2 separate regions of the Hordeum vulgare genome follow, and region 1 is linked to region 2. The links are chromatin contacts, called in public Hi-C maps. All regions are on one chromosome and are shown on one strand. Each heading gives the region's core, a stretch centred on a gene start, on an enhancer-like site or on the middle of the called end of the contact. The rest is flanking DNA. Distances are from core to core; before and after follow the strand shown. Region 1 has its middle 130 kb from the start of LOC123404753. Region 2 holds the start of LOC123402168 (alpha/beta hydrolase domain-containing protein 17C-like).

The links. A called contact is a pair of places that touch in the nucleus more often than the background predicts.
Region 1: a Hi-C map of seedling shows a contact between it and region 2, with 2.5 times the contacts expected there. The contact joins the enhancer-like site here to the promoter of LOC123402168 in region 2. A contact is called at or near these places in 2 of 6 Hi-C or Micro-C datasets (leaf and seedling).

What each region holds. Positions count from the first base shown.
Region 1 is chr6H:162,072,826-162,076,176 of MorexV3_pseudomolecules_assembly, reverse strand. No RefSeq gene overlaps it. Among protein-coding and RNA genes, the nearest start is that of LOC123404753, 130 kb to the right of the region's middle. Within about 2 kb of position 1,641, at least 3 of the 3 cell types and tissues checked have open chromatin away from gene starts, as enhancers often do. A contact at or near this core is called in leaf and seedling, where this site is marked.
Region 2 is chr6H:161,751,487-161,754,683 of MorexV3_pseudomolecules_assembly, reverse strand. LOC123402168 (alpha/beta hydrolase domain-containing protein 17C-like) reads right to left here and starts at 1,855. Exons shown (of 6, transcript XM_045096046.1): 1 at 1,354-1,855. The coding sequence starts at 1,715.

The DNA of each region.
Region 1 (3,351 bases), core at 392-2,891, 320 kb before region 2:
GCGCACAACTTGGTCTTGAAGCCATTAAATTGCCCTTGGCAAAGCACTGGTAGATGCTCCTACATCATAGCACCGGCGTGCTTGCTCACGTGCCTTCCAGCTCCACATTCTTCATGTCGACGTCCCGGATCAAGCCAAAACCTGTAAATGTTTCGTGCTCCGTATCTTAATATATAGGCACGTAGAACTCGTGTGTGTTCTTAGAAACATCAATGTCAAAGACTATGAGAGCAAATACAATAAAGTGATGTAGACGAGTTGTAAGACTTTAAATATTATACTTTTGTTAAGTTAAGGAGAAAGAAGAGGATATAGAAGAGAAGCGGACTACTAATTAACAGTAAGTTGCACACTTGCTTCTACAAACTCTGTGTGAGTGTGAGGTCGGTCATGTACCAACAAAGTAGAGTACATATTTATATCCAACTATTGTACTTCACGGCTATAAACTTAACTATATATGACATGACAACATCATATAACCAGCAACTGGTAGGAATAAAACAAATGATCCGATTCGTAAACATTTTTTTTTAAATTTATGGATATATGTTTAACTTGTGGATACTCTTTGATCTTATGCACGTGTTGTGATTTTTTTTATTAATGTATGTATAGCCGGCCACTTTCCATCCAAGAAACAAAAACACATTGAATAAAAACATGATTTTCCTTTTCAGGCATCCCTCGTTTTCATTTTTGTGTCACTGTTGTTTCCAAACACGATACACAATGTCGACAAGTACAAACATATACATTCATTTCTATAAACGCGGACACGCTACTCCTATATGCATTTTATAAAGACTGAACCGACATAATATTTTAAAATTGATGAAATCATCATCGATACATTAGAGTCAACGGGAACGTCTCCTACCACTCGGCACAAATCATCAGAATACCTGAAATAAGTACAGAAAATGTGAGCATTTGTATCAAGTCTACAGTAGTACGATTACAATCTTTGTAACTTAAATTAAGATGCTTTTTTGCAGTTTAATGAGAGCGTGCAAAACGCTTAAAAAACAAATCCCCTTGGATCTGGCTTGGGTCTTGGATCGGGCAAAGATCAGATGACCATGCGTTTGTGTAGAACTCGAGCAGGTAGCACAGGGCACCAAACAGTGCATGATCAGCGGCACCATGGCTCAGATCAGAACACCCCAATGATGGCGCGCGCACGCACACACACAAACAGCGTGGCGTGGTTTGATCACTGGGGCATGCCCTCGCAAGCGAACAACGCATCATTCTGCCGCGTCTCGTGCATGTGGCCCCGGTCACCACCTGGCCGGTCTCGGCGCCCGTCTTGGATTCACCTCGCCTCATCAGCTCGACCTCGGTTGTTTTCCGAATCGGACTGAACAGTGCCCGGTTTAGAGGTGTACAGAAACAGCCATCTGAATCAACGGACGAAACGAACCTGGGAAGGAAGGAAGGAAGGAACGAGCCTACTGCTGCCTGCTGATGGTCCATCCAAGTTCCAACTACGGGTAGGTTTTTGGTGGGTGGGTGGGGGTGCTCAGCTGCCGATAATTGTTCTCGGGGTTCAAGTTTTGGCGGCGAGTGGTTGGTTGGATGGATTCATGCGCGGACAGCGGCGTTGCACCAGGGCGGAGGAGCAGACACGTCTGAAATGCATGATGCATCGTGCATGCAACGGTCCAAACAGAAGCAGTGCAGAGCGGGTGAATAATAGCGTCATGATTCGTTAAGGTGTAGTTGCGGAGAGGTTGGCTTCTGTCCAGACTGGACCGGGAGCATGGGTGCTCGGGGCAACACGCTTCAGGATTCAGCAGGACCCAGGGTTTGCCCGGGATGTACCCGTTGCTTTGGTGCTCGATGTTGAGGGGGTGTATGGAAACCGGGGATTTGATGCTCGTGGTTGCAGCCGAGGATCACGAGTTCGTTTCTCTAATGTCCAGGAGCTCAAATTCGCGGTCTCTGACCAACATGGCACCGACGCCCGTGTCGAGCTATAGCGCTTATGGTCACCGTTGAAAGCCACAACAAACTTAGTACTATAGCATTATTAGTTTGTTTGTCAGTTTCTCCGTGATTTGATACCCTGTCCTCGATGTCCTATCGATGATGAGCCCCGGGCTAGTTGAGCATCACAGGTCCTCATCAAGCATAACTAACTAACCTAACCACGCCTACCTAGCCTCACCGGTCACCGCCTAATACGAGGACAGGTCGCCTGTGCCAGCCCCATAAAGGACACGACCCATACGACTAGCGACGTGTCAACGTCTAAGTGTCACGTCGAGTAAGACCGCCAGTTAGGAGCACGTCGAGAAAGACTTCCAAACTGAAAGTACGAGCTCAAAAATATACTCAACTGCGTCAACGAAACAAAATGTGAGAGAATGCACCTCAAGGCTCAAGCGTCAGCATGTCACGGGTGCTTAATCCAGACCGGAATACAACTCCCTTGTGATACTGGATTCCCGCCGTGGCCTCCGGATTGCCAAGTTTTTTTTTAAAGGTGACCCTCTACCTCATTTCATTAAAATGAAGCAGCCAAATAACCAAGTTACAGATCAGCGATCACCAATAACTAAACCAAAAAGCATCCAACCCGGACACAACACTCAGGAAATGTTTGAAAGGAGGGGCTGAAACGACCGCCAAATGACAAGAAAAAAGAAAGAGAATCCAAGCAGTATGGGCAAACATCAGCAACAATCTTAATTCTTATTATTACACCGACCAAGGAAAATAATCAGATGCTCAGATCCATGCTATCCGCTTGAGCTCCCCCCGGTGCTTGTCCAGCAGAAGGATGAATCGCCTCAATGTGTCCGCTTGTGCAGTGTCGCACAGAACCATCCAATGCTGCAAAAATCCCTTTTAGCTTGACAAGGCCGCAACCCATGCCTCTCCATATGCGCCCCTGAAAACAGAATTCATTCCTCAATCTTCATATGCTCCATAAGGAGGCAGCAGTTACCAAATTAGGCACATATCTTTTTTTTGTTTAATCTCCACAGAGAAGAAACATTACCAAAGCATAGAATTCTACACATATGAAACAAACTCACATATTGACCAAATACTACCAGCATTAACAGAGTCAAAGAACAGGTGTTGAATAGATTCAACTTCATTACAAAGCAAGCAGGATAGATCATCCACTATTTTCCTTTTAGCCACATTATCCCTAGTTAAAATTTTGTTGTACACACACAACCACAGAAAAACATCAATATTTTGAGGACACAAAGTTTTCCATAGAGTATCTCCAAAAGGAGAAATAACACCACCAAAGTTAATGCAATTGTAAAAGGATTTCACTGAATATTTACCATTAGGCTCTAGGAGACAAACAGACAAGTCCTGGGATTT
Region 2 (3,197 bases), core at 606-3,105:
TCACTCTATCTAATCTGGGCATAGAAACCACAACGGTCATGTCTGGAATCATCTGCGATGTTGAAGTTATATTATAGTTAGTAATAATGTAAACACTCAACATTTTTAAAATGCCTTGCGCTAAGACTAGTGGCCACATAAAGACAAAAGTGTGTTCACAGAGCAGACATATAACACAAATATTAACTAAATATGATAATGTTATAACCATGGTAGGTAAAGAACAAAATGCTTTAGTTTAATAACAGCAGTGAAGGACAAGACAATCACTCCTAACCACAGAATTTTAAATTTACTAGAGCTTCTAGATCAACTGAATAAATCAACGGTTCTCTCATCAGAAACTCAAACTTAACTGGCTTAATATTTTCCATCCAATGCATAGGAAGCAACGGGCTAAAACTCCAACAAAAGAAGAAATTGAACCCAAAAAATGGATATACTTGTAAAGCAGTTACGGGTGTTACGGTAGGAAGATAACAACATAGATCGATTATTTTGGCATTTACGCTTTTTAAGAGAGCTGTGGACAAGACACGTGTGCCTGCATAATAATGTCATGGAAAGCTTCATTAAGAATTGATTTCCTGTTTTTTCCTCACTAGACTCTATTAGTGAAATGTTCTAAGAGTGGTAGTATCTAGTATGTAACACCTAATCTGAACAAATACATCAATTTCTGGCCAAAAATAGGAACTAAGTCTTCGGTCACCTCCAGTAAATCACATGAATCATGGATTATCCAATCACAGACAGGCACATTTAATCCAAATATCCTTCTTCCTACCCAAGCCTGAACAAATTCCAGATACTTCTAGCAACCACTTAAAGCAGGCATTCCCAACAATCTACAAAAACCACAAAATAACTCACAATTCGGTAGCAGTTTATTCTAATCATAAGTAAGAATTTGAGGAGGAACAAAATGATTTGACACCATTAGCAGACGTATCAGTGACAAATACCACATCATATGCTTCCATGAAACCAGGCACTAGCACACATGAGAATGAACACTTCCATCCAACCCAACAAGCCACACGCAGATTAGTACTGTAATTGGTTTAATTTAGACTAGCGTTAGCAAATCCAACACCAAAGCCTTAACCCAATCACGCAATACCAGAAGAGAAGTTGGCATTTTTCGTCCAATCCAAGATGCGACCATCCTCCTACTGACCCGCAATCCGAACATTTCCACCGAGGAATACCTCTTCCTTTCCCCAAAGCCCGCTAAAAAGTGTGGCTTTGATCCCCAGAGAAACGCGGCCTGGGAGATCCAGGACTGTTGCCCGAATCTAAAGTCTAACCCAACCCGATCCAGCTTGCGTGCGTGGGTGCGTGCGTGCGTACCCCATGAGGTTGACGTTGAGGTGCGCGCTGAGCTCGACGAAGAGCTCGTACATCTGGCCCAGGTCGGCGGCGTTGCCGTGCGAGTAGAGCAGCGTGAGCTTGGCGCCGGTCTGGCGCGCGTACATGGCGACCACATCCGTGCCCCGCTTGGTCCTCAGCCGCCGCGCCTCCACGTTGGCCCTCCGCGGCACCCCCGTGAGCTCCACCACGACGCTGCCCTCCTTCCCTTTCGCCTCCCCCGGCCCCGCCGCCGCCGCCGCCCCGGCGGCATCGGGCGGCGGCAGGGGCTCGATGCCGTAGGACGGCGGGGTGGGCGGGAAGAAGGCGAAGCGGGCCGCGACCGTCGAGGTGACGCCGCCCATCCCCGCGGGGAGGCCTGGCTGGCTAGGGCTGCGGCTCGGGTGAGGGCGAGGGAGGAGACGGCGAGAGAGGAGGGGGACGACGATGGGTAGTAGAGGAGGAGCGCGTTTCCGTTGCGCTGGAAGGGAAAGAGGGGAGGAGTGTGGAGGGATTTGTGGGCTGGGTGGTTAAGCTCTTGCGGTTTTGCACGGCAGGGATTACCGGTCTGGGTTGAGTAGACTAACTGTGGTGTGGTGGTTGCTGAGAGTTACTGCAACTGATTCCCAACAAATCCTTGCTAAAAAAAAGAGTGTTGCAAAACTGAAATTGCTATTAGGATTATATTTACCATTATATTTTTTCACCGTTGGTTATAAAATAAGAAGTCAGTACGGCGTAGTAATTTAATAGGCACACACTAATTAGACCTTTTGAAATGGATAGTATCATAAATTAGTAGTACCTTATAAATGATCTTAATTTTTAACATGCATCTTTATGATACAGTGTCATGATAAGATACTCAATCATATGTGCTTTAGTTGATATCTCGTCAAAATTGCTTAGATTGGTTAGAATGTGAGTATAATAGGTAAGTATTATGCATGTTAGTTAGACATTTTTGCTCCCCCTAAAAAATCGAGCATCATGATGTTATACTATAATATCATACTTATTAAATGATATAATAATAGTATAGCATGCACAATAACAAATGAGGTCACTCTGATAACAAGATATGATACTATGTGTTATGCAGGTAGTATCATACAATATCATAAAACATTAAATGATGTACTAGTTTGATCAGGTCTATTAAAAATACTTTAACATAAAGAACATCAAATTAATCAGGTTATATATATAAATATATTTTCATGATATGTGTATTTGGGTTCGAAGGTCTTAACACATTCTTTTCACATATAGTTAGTCCAACTTAAGCAACTTCCGACGGTTTTTTTGATGGCATAAAGAAAAAGTTGCATCCTCCTCGGCTTTTTTCATAAGCTGTCTTTCTTATTTGTTGGGGCTTCTGAACTAGTTATGAGATAACTAATTTAGAAGCATCAACAAATTTTAAGAGCTGTTTAAATTTTTTAAGCTGAAAAATGGCAGCTAATTTTTGTAAGACATCCAAAAAAAAACTGGTCCTTAAGCTAGTTTGACATGTGGCGATTATTTTGAGACAAGGAAAGTACTATTGAACTGCTTTTATTTTGGTTCGTAGGTGAGCGCGTCTCTTCTTCCTGGTACCAGCCATAATGATGATATAAAGATCAAGGTTCACATGCATCCGTATCAACCACCGTTGCTCTCATGAACCATAAGAAGGCCAGACATCTATCTTTTCTTCCACAAAGGAAAAGAAAAAAAGAAGAAAAAAATGAGGAGCCCGACGCTGATCGATCACGTAATTATGGAAAGGTCGAGGGGCCGATCCAGCAACAACCTTGGAGGAGATGCGCTGGATAGGATGGGAAGGCAGCTCCGGGCCATGGCCC